Linked DNA regions of Triticum aestivum: region 1 is linked to region 2. The links are chromatin contacts, called in public Hi-C maps. All regions are on one chromosome and are shown on one strand. The core of a region is the stretch at or near the end of the contact, and the rest is flanking DNA. Distances in the headings are between cores, read along the strand shown.

Region 1 (7,764 bases), core at 5,074-7,573, 160 kb after region 2:
CAAAGCCACGCCTTGAATTGACTGACTTTGCGGTGGGTGACTTAGGGCATCTTTAACGGCGATTCTCAAACCATCCGAACCGTTTGGACCACGTGGTCCGAACGTGTGTTGTCATTCTAACATGGTTCTGCATCGATCCGTAGACCGGTTTGGACGTGCTTTTTCCTACACACTAGAGACAAAGTGGGAGTGTCTTGCAACTGTGGCCCACCCAAAATCCACCTCCCATGCACGCGTGCATTCCCACCCGTAGCCAGCCGCTCGCATTCGTGCCGCAGTAGAACGGCCGCTCCGGATTGACGCCGGCCCAAAGCGGACGCGACATCTCACTTCTGGCATTGAAGCGGCGCATCGGCCAAGAGAGCGTCGCCCGCTACACGCCCGGCTGAACACGCCTCCTCGCCGCGTTCAAAAAGGTGTAGAATGCCTGCCTTCCTTCATTAAACCCGCGCGTGAGCCAAGAAACCTACTCTGGCCACATGTCCGTACGCTAGCCAACCGGCATTAAACACAAGGTCGGTTGGCTCCGGGTGTCCGCCAGCTATTTAACGATGCCAGGCGCCGGGCAAAAAATCGCACCACACCTCCACTCCCTATCCCCTCCTTGCACCGTTTTCTCTACACTCTCCATGGCATCCGGCGAGCAGGAAGATGAGTTTTCCGGTATAAAAGTCGGGTAGGTGACCCGCCGAGTCCACCGGATACGAGTCGGGAAACTCTCTGCTCTACCTCCCTCACCTCTCCAGGCCGTTGCAGGCTAGCTCGTGGAGGCGGCCACTCTAAGCCGGCGCATGGTTCAGCAACTCGCCGCTCCAAGCCAGCTCGCGGAAGAGCACGGCGGCACGGGCATCGTGGCTGCCATGGATGAGGCCATGTCATACCGCTCCTTGCATGCCTGCGACCGTGCCCTACCAGCGGAGAAAGAAGTCGGCTTCGCAGAGATCGACGAGGCGATGGCTAGCACGTCCGCGCTTGCCACCATCATCGACGAAAAGTAGAACATAGGAGGCCGTCGCCATCGGGTCCCACGAAGGCCACCGTCACAACGTGCGGCGTGCATAGTCGGTGTCTTGCCTGCTCACAAGCCACTGTCGTTCCCCCGCCCAAAAATCAACCCTCATCCGTGCTTCACGGAAGCGGAGGGCACCCTTCCCCTCTGGTTTAAGCATATCCCTCCAGTGCCACTCCGATGAACGGCGCTGCTGGACATGGGGAAAACAGAGGCTACTCTTGCCCTTTCCGCTGAAGCATATACCTCGAGGCTCACGGCAGTCCGATGAATGGGCTGTCGGACATGGGAAAGCCAAGGGAGATCCGTCGCAGCCGGCATCTGGTTTGTATAAAGTTCATCCGATTTGTTTAAACAGTGTTTGAAATGTATGCAAATAGCGTTAGATAGCCAGCTCCCACATCCGTGTCCACTATCCACGTATCCATATACGCGAAAGATGCAGGAGCAAACTTGCGGGTCAGCGTTGGGATGCCCTTAGGGCCACTGACATGTTGGGCGCCCACATGTCAGTGACCCAAAGTTATCTTTACCTAATATTAAAGGAAGGATTGTTTCTCCAGTTTTTTTGGTTTACCGCAGGACCAAGATAATTTTCGTACGTCGAGGTGTTTCCACGGTAGAGTTTTCTGGTTCTCCCGATTCGTTTCAGTCAAAAAGACAAATCACAGGACGCAATGGGCCGGCCCATTAGCACCAACAGCGCAAGCCAGTAGAAACCATTGCAAGGAAAAATACTGCACAACCAGGAATCGATCCCAGCAGCTCACGCTAGAGCGTTCAAAAAGTTACCGCTGGACTAAACAAGACGGCTTGGTGTTCAATTACCCGCGTGAAAGTATAAATTAAGCTCACAGTCGCGCCTGATACTAAGAGGAGAAGATTTGTTTTCCAAAAAAATGAATATATTTTAGAACGTGAAAATTTTGCGAAGTTGTTAACAAAAAATTTGAACTCGAACATTTAAAAAAAACAATACTTCTCTTTTTATTTATTTTGAAACCTGAGTTTTTTTAACAAAAAAAAAACTAAGAGGCACTGTTGTGATTATTTTCCGAATTTGCAAACATTTTAAAAACAAAAATATTTTTTGAACTTTAAATTTGAAAAGGCAATCATTTTTAAAACATTATTTTTTAATCTATACCTATTAATAAAACTTGGGGAATTTTTGACATATGTCCACTCTAATGCATTGTTTTAGTTCAGTTTATTCAGTTTATTAAACTACGATATGGAAGGAATCTTTTTCTTTGTCGCGTCTTCACGTACGACCAGTCTCACTCGGCCCAATGACTCCCGTCAAAATGCATGAGGAGTACAACTAAGTTTTCATGGTCTATCTGACACAAACTACTCAATTTACATTATGTGCGGTGCTTTTCCCTATTATATTAGCCAAATGATAAAAGAAACTTTGTTCAACACTCTTGATGTTCGTCGGGCACGAAGGCGGCTCAACAATCCAGTTGTTGGACCTGGCCAACCTTGGTTAGTGACAACTAGTACTGCGACCACCGGCGACAAGGACCGCAAAGATGACAAGCAGGAACATGTGTCTGGTGTTATATTGAAATGGAGGATGTGGACATGAGGATGAGGTATTAGTCATGTTTATTATGTTATAGACGTGAGGGTGAGGTCTTTAGCCTTAGCTCAGTGGGCAAGGGCGTGTGAGGGTTGTTTTCTCCCGTTGCAACGCATGGGCATCTTTGCTAGTGTTACGTTAAAGTCAGCCAATCTGAGCCCCTTCGTGTCAAATGTGTGCTTAAAAAGCTGAGCGAGATTGCCCGTGAAGGAGGCCACCACGTCATTACATTATCACCATCAATTGCCTGATTTTACGAGGGCCACCCCTGAAGAAGGAAACGGTGGAGAGAAAAACCACAAGTCAACAAATCATCAGTGCAGAAAGAAAAGAAAAATCAACAAATCATAATCGCCATAACAAATCATTATCTCCATAACATAATGTTGTTATGTAGTGTCTGAGGAAATACATTACGACTCAGTCCGCTCAATCGCATGATAAACGAATAGGAGGAGCATCACAACGACGACCATGACTCAACGCTGCACTTTGCCAGCACCACCAGTTTCTGAACGGCAAGCCGCCCGTCCCAACTCCATCCATGGAGCACACCATCTTTCACCCTAGAGAGCCATTACTCCAATGGCTGAACTACTGCCGTGCAATGCACGATCAATCCCTGACTGGAGACGCCCTGCTCCAGTATTCCGGAGCATATACACACTGCACAGAGAGTTAAGTGAAACACAAGTCAACATAGGCTGGTTGATATGTTATACATAATCGAGAATACACAAGCGCCAACACAGCAACATTTCAGGTTTAAGTACATCGGGCCCAAAGTTGCTCCTTGCGGCGGCAAAGTACCAAATAGTTGCAGAACTAGCACGCTACGAAATGTGCTGGAATCTCGAGACTGCAATTTTACCAGTTCCTATATGAACTAAATGAACTAGTGCAATCAAGATCATCAATTAGTCACCCTAGAATCTGGATGTCTCAGAGCAGAATGAGTCAACTACTGTAACAGAAGTATGTCGTAACAAAACTACAAAAGAGTAAGCGATAACCCTCAGGAGCACAGACATTGATTGAAGCAAGTTTTACAAGAGTCCCAATTCAGGCTATACCTTGCTGAGACCGAAAGAAGCTTCGGTCTTTTATTGCAGTTGCAGTCCCGCTGTCTTACACCTCAGCACCAGGTTCCGCCTTTCCTACAGAATCACATGGACAAATGACAAGACGATCAATAACAGAGCGCACACATTCAGTGGCAACTACTCGAGTGCCAAATCCTCTCATGCCCCTTCCGACGCTTCGCTTCGTCGCTCAATCTTGGACTAAAGCCCGGTGTAGTAGATAGTAGGTTCCCATGTTGACTCGAGCAATCAATTAGTACAACACATGGTTCAGCTATTTAATTTTCTAACGGTTTATAATTGGCTTTCTGTGTGTATGAGCACCACATGGCACGTGAAGGCAAAACCATGATAATACACATCCTCTCTTTTGGGGGTGAGTTTGCCAGCTACATACGAAAACTGCGCATGGCACACTGATAGTATTTTAGCTTTCTTCATTTTACTTTTCGGTTTCGTGTAAAGGCCTTTCCAGATTTGTATTCTCATCATTATTTTCCACCACAAGTAAAAATATCTTTTCTGAAAGCCATATCTGATTTGCATTTTCACAGAAAATTTATCTTTTTTCTCGGTATATTTAGTGAGATTCGCTCTCTTCTTTCTGAAGATATAAAACAATTATACCGTGATGGGTGATCAATACATTTAAAATGTGGCAGCAAGCTTCTCTTCCTCCTTTAGGCCAACTAAATCTCAAATATACATACGGCTCACCGACATGGTGTGTTCAGATTTTTTTTTCCACAAGAAACTGATTTGTTTTTCTTTTGCATATCAAGGGCCCCAGTTTCTAGTTTTGCCCTGGGCCCTCCAAATCTCAGGACGGGCCCTGGCTTTATAAACCCTTTCTCCAACTCAGTATGTTCCGCCTTTTCTTGCCTTGAATAAGAGCAGCTCTAGGCCCAAATTTCAATTGGCACTGCAAGCCATTTTACTGGGACTTTATAGTTCATATTTTAGCTCATGGAATCAAGCATCTTGGTGGAGCAAGATTGAAATAGGAGATAGACTGAGGGAGTGATGGCGAGACTTTTTTGGATTTGGGACTGAACATGTAGCTATTTGGTTAGCTTATCTATATACTTCCATGAGTGCAGCTGTGGCATACGATTACATGAAAAATACTCTTGAAAGCTATTTCATGAATGCTGACAACCAATTGAGCATAAACAATGCACTCTTGAAAGGAAAGGAAACTTTCATATCCCATGCATAATCTACACGAGTGAACCTGTTGTGATGAAGGAGAATCAAATCTTGACCAGAATGACTAATTCTCTACACACTACTCTGCGTAGGCATGAATAACTACCACCCTTGCATAAGGAAATGTTTCTTGCCAAACTATGCAACTATTTGCATGAATAATAGTCACCGTTGCTCCGAGCTGATCATTTTCGGTTAAAACTTTGCAAGATGTAGCTCCAAACCAACATACTGAATTACTGACTAAATTGCAAGAACCCCTCAAAGCACAATTCAACCACTAGATGGTTTGCGCAATAACTCGTAAATGCATTCCGCATGGAATCACTGTAAGAACAACATCATAGGCAGGATGAAAAGACAACCTGGTCGAGCACGCGGTGATTGCTCTTCTCCACCTCCCTGGCGAGCTTCTCCATCCTCCGGAGCATCCCGGCATACATGCTATCCATCTCCGCCGCCTGCCCGGCTGCAGCGCAGACGAGCCCTTGCAGCTTCCCCAGCCCAAACCCGTCCACCATCGCATCGACCGCCTTCTGCTCTCCAATGCTGTAAGCATCCTCTGCTTGGGGCGCCGCCGCCGGCGGCTTAGTCTGCAGCAACGGGAAGGGCGACTCCGGGGCGAAGGAGTGGTACTGGTCCCGGAAGCCGGGGCCGACGTTGACGACGGTGAGCGAGGTCGGGACGAGGCGGGATCCGACGAGGAGGAAAGCGCGGTAGTCGAAGGAGTGGGTGGAGAGATCGTCGGAAGCGGAGGGGGAGGCGAGGATGAAGAGGAGCGGGTGGGTGAGGGGCGATAGGGTTTTGGACAAGGAGCACGCTAGGGCGAGCTCGCGCATGGAGGGGCGGAGAGGGGCGCGGCGGCGGGACGAGAAGAAGCCGAGGGGGGAAGGGGAGGAGGGCGGTGGCGGGTTGGGGCGGCCGAGGGGATCTGAGAGGGAGCATGGGTTGGAGAGGGAGGAGTGGCCGGAGATGGAGATGAAAAGGCACGGGGAGGCGGGGGCTTGGTCATCGTAGTCGGAGAGGGTGGGGGCCGGCGGAGGGGGGCGGTGGGCGCGGCCGAAGAGGAGGCCGTCGCAGTCACCCGCGGCGGCCCCGCAGCGGTGGAGGAGCGCCGCGAGGGCGGCGCCGGAGATGGAGAGCTTGACCTCCTCGCCGACGGCCATCGGTGGGTTGGGATGTGATGCGATCGATGGGGACGTGTAAAGGTCAGTATTCTGCACGTCCTCTTTACTATCTCAACAACCACTTTCTGCACGCCAGCCCTACTTCTACAGTTCTAGTACAATTTCACGTTTTTTAAATATAAAAAGTACATAAAATATGGCAAATAAAAGATCTTTTGAAACCATCTTCAAGAATTTTTTGAAAATCAAGGATCATGTCAAGGCTTCAAGCCGGGCCTGAATCTAAACTCTGGTGTTCTCTTGCTGTGTCTGGTGCCCTGAAGTTGCTTCAGCAAACAACAGGAAGGCAAACGACAGCGAAAAATGATCATGAGCATACGGTAACAAATCAAATGTTCGTCCATATAGTTCGTGTCCTTTTTCGCAATTCAGTTCAGTTTCAAATTAGATGTTTGCTGCGCTGTCAATTAAGATCCAAAAAACAAGAAACGAGAAATTGGACAGTCGATGACGGTTTTCTCGGCTCAGGAGGCAAGGGCTTCTGAATTCAGACAAGGACAAAGAGAGGACCCTCCAGGGTCTTAACAGTTTGCTTTGCAGTTCACTCATCAGCAGCAGCAGCAGCAGCTTAGAGAGATACTCCCTCCGTCCGGAAATACTTGTCATCAAAATGGATAAAAGGAGATGTATCTAGACATATTGTAGTTCTAGATACATCCTTTTTTGTCCATTTTGATGACAAGTATTTCGGGACGGAGGGAGTACTTAGATAGTAGGTATAGGTTCGGAGTGTCAACGTAGATCGGAGAAAGCCGGTCGGTCAGAGAACAATGGCAGAGCAGTAGCATCTGCTGCCGGTTGACTTCATCCCTGTATTCACCCAACCACAGCCTTCCTTGTAGCGCTCCACCTGACAATCCATCCAACACAAAAGGTTTCAACAATTGATCAACGCAATTTTTCTGAGAACTACTCCCCTTGCAAAGAAATATAAGAGCGTTTAGATCAGCAAGTAGTGATCTAAACGATCTTATATTTCTTTACAGAGGGAGTACACATCAAACAGCGAGAGAATCAAGTGATAAAACGGCTGAAACTGAAGGATAATCTAGGCAGTAATGTAGGTTGGATGTTATGTTAGCCGTATGGTGCTCGGCAGAAAATTGCTTGGACATTGTAAGAAAATTGCATCTGGGTGTAGCTACCTACCACATCCAAGATTGTATCTGCTTCACCTTTGACCCCACCCAGTGTGAATATCGAGCCACCAAGCACAGCTGAAGAGTGGTACCCTCTGGTGTAGTTCATTGGTTCCACCATCACCCATGACGGCATTCTTGGCTCGTACACCTCAACGGTGGACACCATTGCTCCAGCATCAGCATCATAACCACCCATTACATATCTGAAAGAAAACACGACATTGTAAAGCACCATGACGGGCATCTATGCTTGTTTTCAGTTGTAACGAGAGTCAGTAAAACAAAAGTTCAGATTAGATGGCCGACATCGTACAAAATTCATGCTGATCCCTGTGATATGACATGAAGAGCTATACCAGAGACTTAGTTAGATGCCCACATTCTACAATTTTTAGTGGACCGTCCTGATCTGTAAAAAGAGATGCACATACTTACATCTTCTCATCAAGCACTGCCACCGTATGACAACCTCTTACTGTACTCATTGCTGGGAGCATTTTCCAGTTAGGCTCCCTAGGATCAAGCCTCTCAGCAGAGCTGGTAACAA
Region 2 (7,666 bases), core at 3,179-5,678:
CCCGACGACGTGATTGACGAGGTTGTCGGCGAGGGTGGACTAGATCCAAAGCACAAGGTGGGCGTCGAGCTCGCGCTGGAAGGCGGTGGCGTTGGGGGGAAGGGGTTGTTCGATGAACTGAGTGACGCCGTAGCGGATCAGAACAAGGAGGAAGGACTTCCACTTGTGGTAGTTGTGATCGTTGGGGTTGAGAAGAAATTTGATGTGGTTCTGGATGCTGTTGCGAAAAATGGGGTGGGGGGAAGGAGCGGCGGCGAAGGAGAGCGGCGGCGCCGTGGAGGGGGGGAAGAGGGGGGTGAACTGAGAGCCAAGCGATGGGGATGAGCCACTGTGGGAAGAGGGAGTGGTGCCGAAGATGAAGGGAGAGGAAGTGCCGGCGGTGGTGCCGGCGCCAGTGGATGAGCTGGAGAGAGTCCCCGGCGAGGTGGCCGAGCTGGTGGCCGGAGAAATGGCGGAGGCGGTCGAGTGCTCGGCCATGGGGGGTCGCCTGGAGTCTGATACCAAGTAGAATGATTAATTGTCTCTGTGCATTCATTCACCCACACCGAGTACAAGATATACACACACTGAAGCGCTTACAAGGAGCCCGATGGAAGTGGCACGCAGGCCTGGGCATGCTCCATGATCCTATAAACTAGGAGTACAAGTACACATACATACACAGGTACAATACACATTAACACTATCTATCTGGAAAAGAAGATAGAAAGAATAATTAACCTGAGGTAGCAAAAGCAACTTCCTTTTGCATCTAGTTGTATCATGCAGTATACCATAACCATTCATGATTTGAGAATTGGACACCAGAAAAAACACAGGCCAAACACCTCATTCCAAATAAGAACACATTGGACAGGCCGACAGGTAATCGAACTCTCATATTGATCAGTAAAGTACAGGTCGACCTCCAGTAATTTGACTAATTTCTCTATGGTTTCATCTATCTCCTGCTTCTCTATATACAGGATACGGCACAACAAAAGAACTTCCCAGTCCACTGAACGAAGCATACATATACAACATTGTTCCGATAACGTCTGTTCTGTACACTCCACCTTGGTGCAAAGCCTCGTTCTACACCATCATGTTCATGTAGCCTGACAGTCAAGACGACGACAACAAAGCATTTCTCATAATCTCATCGTACAAGCACATCTCGAGACTGTTGTTGCCATATGTCGCATCGTTCTTGCTCGACCTGCAAAGACCACACGCTTGTCAGTTGATATATCTACAGAATACATCATAAAAGACAGATGAGAAGTGTTAATACAAATAATAATTCAACTTCAAATCTTCTACACCTAGGCTTGCAAGGGGGCAAGTAGAATACCTTGAATGGTTTATCAATCCACTGGAAAGCACAGCCGCGAGCCTCGACGACTTTGAGCATATGCGGAGGCATCATAGATCTGAACGCTGCGTGAAGCTTCACCCTTGTCAAACCACCAGAGACCATAAGAGCAGCCATCAAGCCATTAGGTGTAATACCCGCCAAGTGTACAATCGTCATGTTCTGAAGCCCACATATGCTAGAGAGGGACAGGAGTCCAATGTCGGTGACCGAACAGTATGACAAGTTTATCTGTATGATGCAGCAATGTTAAATTATGTGCAAGGTATCTCAAGTTTTTTTCTCTCAAAAATAATAAAATAACAGAAAAGGTCATACCTGACGGAGGCTATGAGAGAACTGGGAAAGAAAAAGCATCCCCACATCATTGATCGCAAAGCATTTCTTGACATCAAGCTCGGCAAGTAGCCTGCATCCTATTGCTATTTCTGAGAGCCCAGCAGATGAAACACTGGGGCAACCACGGATCTCCAGTGTGTTCAGCTTTGCACATTTTGAGAGCGACGCCAACGAAACATCTGTTATTTCTGTACAGTAGGACAGGTTGATAGACTCTAGCATTGGACAACCTTGAGCAATTTGAGTAACCCCCTCATCACTAATACCCCCAGACCTATACAAATCAATATCTCGGAGTTCTGGACAAGACTTCCCAATGTGGATAAGGCCTTCATCACTTATCCTCATGCATATTCCAATTTTTAAGACTGACAGTTTGCTGCATCCAGACAGAGCTTTCAAGCCTGCACGGGAAAGATCTCATCACTGTTAACTTTTTGTAGTCGCTGTTGCGAGAAACAGTTAATTCCGCGTCCATTTACCAAAAATAATAGTAAGAAATTTGAGTTTCAGTACAAACCTTCATCATCCAAATCACTGTCTGTGATATCCAACTCTTCCAAATGGCAACAGCGCTTCCCAATCAGTCGGAGCCCTTCACTAGAAAAATGACTACAGGATTCCATTCTTAGAGAGATGAGGGATGGGCATGAGCTAGTGATGGCAGCTAATGAAACATCAGTGATATTGCGATTGCAAGTAATGTCCAGCTTCAGCAAATTCTTTAGTCTTGACACAACGAAAGACAGATCAGTATCTGTCACTCCTGAGCACTTGCTCAGGCTCAACTCTCTTAAAGAAACACAAGAAATTCCAATGTATTTTAGTCCATCAGCCATGATCTTGCAGCCTTCCAATTTCAGGGTCTGCAATCTAGGAAGCATTTGGAAGCATTTTCCCAAAGATGGAGTAACCTGCCAAAAAGAAGAATGTAAGACAAACTAGAGAAGGTCAAGTTATGCCCAGATGATGGTACTACAATTAGATACTTACATTACAGCAGTACGACAGATTCAATTCCAAGAGATTTGGCACTGCCTTCACAACTGATGAAACTCCCGTATGAGTGACATTCCGACAGGTTGACAAATCGAGCACCTGCAAGAGTAGAAGTGTTATTTTCAAGTTTATTGGCCACGATACTTGGGAAACTTTGTTGAGTGCCTACACATGTTCTAATGTAACTACTTGTTTCACATCGACATGTATGGACGTGCCAAACATGCTATATTAAAATAGCGACATTAACCATATAAACCTACACAAAGAGTTGATGAGCCTAATAGTGATCAAATGAAGGTGACATGACACACACAACACTAACACATGAAACAAAATGGTCTAGTTTGATGATTACCCGTAGTGATTTGCTGCATTCATTCTCAAGACCACCAAGGGCATCATCATCTATTCCAACACATCCCGCCAGTGCTAACACCTCAAGATTGGGTAGCTTCATGATGGCTGGAAGGCAGTCTTTGGAGATCTGCAATGCAATATAAGTATTTATTAGTCCAATGCGTTTGTCTATTTGGCACCTCAACAGAAAGTAGCCAATTACTGATTCCCATCCTCAAAAGGTATTTTTTTACTGCAGTAGTCCAATTCTTTGACAGAAAAAAACAAGAAAAGTAATTCCACTGCGATAGTCCAATTCCATGAGCATTTCTTGCAGAAGAAAATATAAACAGAGTTGCTAAAAACATCAAACCGTTGTGCTAGTATCTCCTACAAAGATCGAAAGGGAAAACAGTCAAGCCGTATGGAGAAATTCACGTGAGAGACATGTACATCTAAACTTTCCAAGAAAGCACCAAAATCAACTCTCTTTTTTTCATTAATTAAAGTGTTTCTGGAATCAAGAAACGCATGAACGGGGAACCCGAAGCCATAACTCCCTTCATCCAAGAAATGGAACAGGACGTGATGGATAGAGATCAAGAAGAAGCATGGCTCACCATGGTGTAGGAAAGATTCAGGGTCCTGAGTTTCTTGCACTTGAGGGCGAGGAGCTGGACCCCCAAATCCGTGATCCCGAGGCACCAGTTGAGCGTGAGCTCCCGCAGGTCCGGGCACCCGACGGCGATGCAGCCGAGCCCCATGTCCGTCATGGGCTTGCAGCGCGAAAGGCAGAGCCTCTGCAGGCCCCGCGCCCGGGCCAACTCCGCGGCCGCCGCGTCCCCGAGGTCGACCCCATTGGAGAGGTCGAGGTCAGCGAGGCCGGGGCAGGCGGCGACGAGCGCGGCGAGGCCGGGCGCCCCGAAGCCGCGGGAGCGGGAGAGGTCGACGGCGCGGAGGGAAGGCATGGGCGCGGAGGAGAGAGCGGCGAGGGCCGCGCCGGGGACGCGCGGGCAGAGGGTGAGGTCCAGGCGGACGGCGGTGGGGTAGCGGGCGAGCGCGGCGCGGAGGAGGTCGGCGCGGTACGGGCGGAGCACGCGGCGGTGGCGCGACTCGGCGGCGTGGCAGGCGCGGGAGGCGAGCGCGAAGGACTTGAGCGCGCGCGGATCGGCGGCCGCCACCCGGTCCAGGACCAAGAAAAGAAGCTCGTCGGCCAGCGAGTCGATCGGCGCGACCGCAACCGGAACCGCGGCAGAGCAGACGCGTCGGCGCTTGTGGAGGTGGCCGTGGATCGCCGTGGCCATGACGGGCAAGGCAGGTTGGCAGTTGGTTGTCCGCTGCGACACCAAGAACGGACGGAGGGAGTAGCAATGGCTGGCCACGGCCTACTCACACGCAACAATCAAGAAGGAGGAGAGGGAAAAAGCAAGGAAGGGGCAAAATGACGAGACTGCCCCTGCGTCGCCTTATCACGGCCCCCGCGAGACGCCCCACCTGCGTTTCCCTATCTGCCCCCGCGTGCTAGAGCGCGAGGGGAGTACGGCGCGCGCGACGACCGGGGGTGGCATGGTCATTGCGCGGCGGGGAAAGGACTGTACGGAGGAGGTACAGGCGGGGGCAGGGGTGGAATAACCGAAAAGATGGCGGGGAAAGCGAGGTGAGAGCCTGAGAGGGAGAGCGGGGAGGGTACGATGCGGGGGAGGGACGGAACGGAACGGATCGTACAGCCGGACGGGTACGATGCCCCGCCGCTACGCGCACCGGCCTCGGCCCTTACCCGCGTCTTCGAACCTCATGGTGACGTGTGGGTCCGGGAGGGGGTGGTGAAGGGTGAGGAGGGAAGGTGGTGAGAAAGGGGGAGGCGGATTTTTTTCATTTGACTGGCCCCGTACTACCCGGGGACGGCACGCACTGGGGAACTGCGTGGAGTTGCTTCCAAGGCAGAGAGAGCACTCCGGTTATCACTGCATAGAATATTTCTTTTATAAGCTTTTTTTGTGAGGTGTTAGGGCATCTCCGACTGCGTCCAGCAAATCACAACGTCTGAACCAAGGTGTTCTCACTTTTTTTTTCATCAAATATGGTGCGGCATTAATGCTTAAAACTGAAAGTAAATCTGGAAAGGTTTGCTGGAGTCCGGACGTCCACCAGCCAACCAAAAAATCACCACATACCCCCACGGTGCATGCTTCTAAAGAAAATTAGATGGATTGAGCGACGCGACATTAGCCTGGATTTAGCCCTCTTCCCTACTCTCTACTGGCTAGACCTCAGTTTGGAGCTGGTGTCGTCGATGTTTGGCGGAAAGTTCGACATAAACGTGTGCATGTGTGTGTGTGTGTTTTGGCGGAAGCTGATCGCACTTGTCTTGGTGGTGAGGGTTTTGTCGGAAGCAAGCTGTGTGTTTTGGCCGAAGCAAGCAGTTTATGTTGCTATCTGTTCTGGCGGAAGCCCCATGAAGCATGTAGGTGTGTGTGTGTTTTAGTGGAAGCAAGCTGTGTATTTTGGCAGAAGCCGCATGAATCATGTAGGTGTATGTGTGTCTTAGCGGAAGCAAACCGTTTTATGTAGCTATCTGCTTTGGGGGAAGACGCATGGAGCATGTAATTGTGTGTGTGTTTTAGCGGAAGCAAGCTGTGTATTTGGCAGAAGCCGCATTAATAAATATACGTGAATAATTTTTTGAGTAAATAGAGATGGTTGGACGTGTTTGAATTGCAGCACGCCGTTGAAGATGCCCTTATAACTATTGTTATTGTTTACTGCTATGTTATAGCACTATCACCCAAAAAGATTGAAAGATGAGAAACATGTATTCTCCAAACGGCATGAAGTTGTGTATTTCTAATTCCAATTTTGAGGCCATTGTGCATCTGCTTGAAATTTTGATTCCAAATTCGAGCTCGTGGAAGTGTGAGATGAGCACATTTTTTTTACAACACAGCCGTCCTTCCAAGACCAGCCTTGATGGCTCCACTTATTTTTTAGAGTGAAAAATACTACAGGCATAAATCTCCACTTATTTATTTCCGTGGCTAGCAGGCCAATAATTACATGTTAGGTATGTGTCGATTCGAGAGCAAGACCAGCCTTGATGGCCCCATTTCCGTGCGCGCAAAAGTCAGAAAAGCACGTAACGGGAACAATAAGCTATCGATCACCCACTAGCTCGAGCATCTACAAAAGTGGTGTTTCTATGTGCTCCTACCTAAATTCGACTCGAAAAATGTACCCGTACCCAAGTTCTGTCTATTTTAGCTTGTCCTTTAGATCAAGGCTTCATACTGTGATCAATGATTTCCTTTTCTATTTCAGAGTGAATTTCTTTTATTTTTTGGTTCGCAAAAACTAGGGTTTAAAAATAAAATTTATTTTTTTAACACAGTACAAACACAAATACTCATACGTACACATATACACTTATCCCTATAAAAATTGGACCCTGAGGGTGGCAACTTTAGTTGGCAACTCCAAACATTTTCGATGGCAAGTCTAATTACGCGAGGGCAACTTTAGTTGGCAAAACATCATAATTTTCATGCTTCAGCTTATTTTTGACAGAAACGTACCGTGTGTAATTGAAATGTGTCATCCTTGCATGACTGAAATCGCCATCGAAAAACGTCAAGACGGAAGTGCCACATAATGTGCCACTTATTACTTGGATAAAAATTAGTGATAGACTGTTTATTTAAAAATAATAATTAGCAGTATAACCCCAAAAAAATTCTTGCAGACCTAATTTGAGAGAGAAACTACTGAATGCAATCACGGTAGTTCCTGTTCGAAATTATTGGGGTGGTCGCGGTCACATGCATGATGCATGGCTGGGCGGCTAGATTTCCTTTCGTACGAGTAGAAAATAGAAAAGCAAGTGTACATAATAAAGAAGAAAGATGCCCCTCCACCAGCTGATGCCCGGGCGGCGGGTGATGACGGTGGAGTGCGCGTGTGGCGACCGCCGTACCAAAAAGGACCCGTTCCGTTCTGTACTACTCCTACGTCCTCAGTACACACCTCGCCCTGATAAGCACTCTCCCAGAAGAAACGATAAGATATGATGATGGATGGGGAACAGCCGAGCCGAGCTGATCTGATCTGATCCCATCTCGCCTCCTTTTCCGTTTGGAAGGTTGCTTGATAGCCTCCCTCCCAGCCCGGCCCTTTCCTGGGAAGGCTCCATCTGCGGCTCCGCCTGCCTGCCTGGCTGGCTGTCCCTGCCTCCGCATCCGGTACCTACCTGCCGACGCGTCAGCGGGCCCACCCGTCTGTTGTCCCCATCCAGCAGTGGCACCCTCACGTCCACGCCATGTCCGTGGGTGCGGATAAGGACTGTTTTCAGGCTCCCAAAGAGATTTGAAAGAAGAAAAAAAACTACTGTACTCTTTCCGTTCAATGAAAAGTGTATCTATGAGCAACTTCAACCAGACGACCTATTTCGTTCGCTCACGTCTGTTTGAGCCGTCACGGATAAAAACGCTGGCTCAACGCGACCCATTCTCAAAAATAATCCGCTTCGCGTTCGCGCGGATCTATTCCCGGCCCAAAATTGCGCCTAAAATGCGTCGGTGCGGACGCGAAGCGGACATGCCGCGCGTACCCTCAGTGTCCGCTGCGGCCTCGCATGTCGGCCGA

What was found. A called contact is a pair of places that touch in the nucleus more often than the background predicts.
Region 1: a Hi-C map of leaf shows a contact between it and region 2, with 5 times the contacts expected there. The contact joins the promoter of LOC123120484 here to the promoter of LOC123120481 in region 2. A contact is called at or near these places in 1 of 5 Hi-C or Micro-C datasets (leaf) and 1 of 1 datasets of contacts at active chromatin or transcription factors (leaf).

What each region holds. Positions count from the first base shown.
Region 1 is chr5D:247,198,032-247,205,795 of IWGSC CS RefSeq v2.1, forward strand. LOC123120484 reads right to left here and starts at 6,324. Exons shown (of 3, transcript XM_044540486.1): 1 at 5,254-6,324; 2 at 3,671-3,754; 3 at 2,935-3,263. The coding sequence starts at 6,054. The coding sequence ends at 3,701. It overlaps LOC123120483 (kelch-like protein 2), which reads right to left. Exons shown (of 11, transcript XM_044540485.1): 9 at 7,653-7,754; 10 at 7,225-7,420; 11 at 6,467-6,925. The coding sequence ends at 6,836.
Region 2 is chr5D:247,043,203-247,050,868 of IWGSC CS RefSeq v2.1, forward strand. LOC123120481 (F-box/LRR-repeat protein 3) reads right to left here and starts at 4,429. Exons shown (of 7, transcript XM_044540484.1): 1 at 3,652-4,429; 2 at 3,051-3,179; 3 at 2,687-2,791; 4 at 2,214-2,607; 5 at 1,673-2,097; 6 at 1,334-1,585; 7 at 864-1,198. The coding sequence starts at 4,335. The coding sequence ends at 1,139.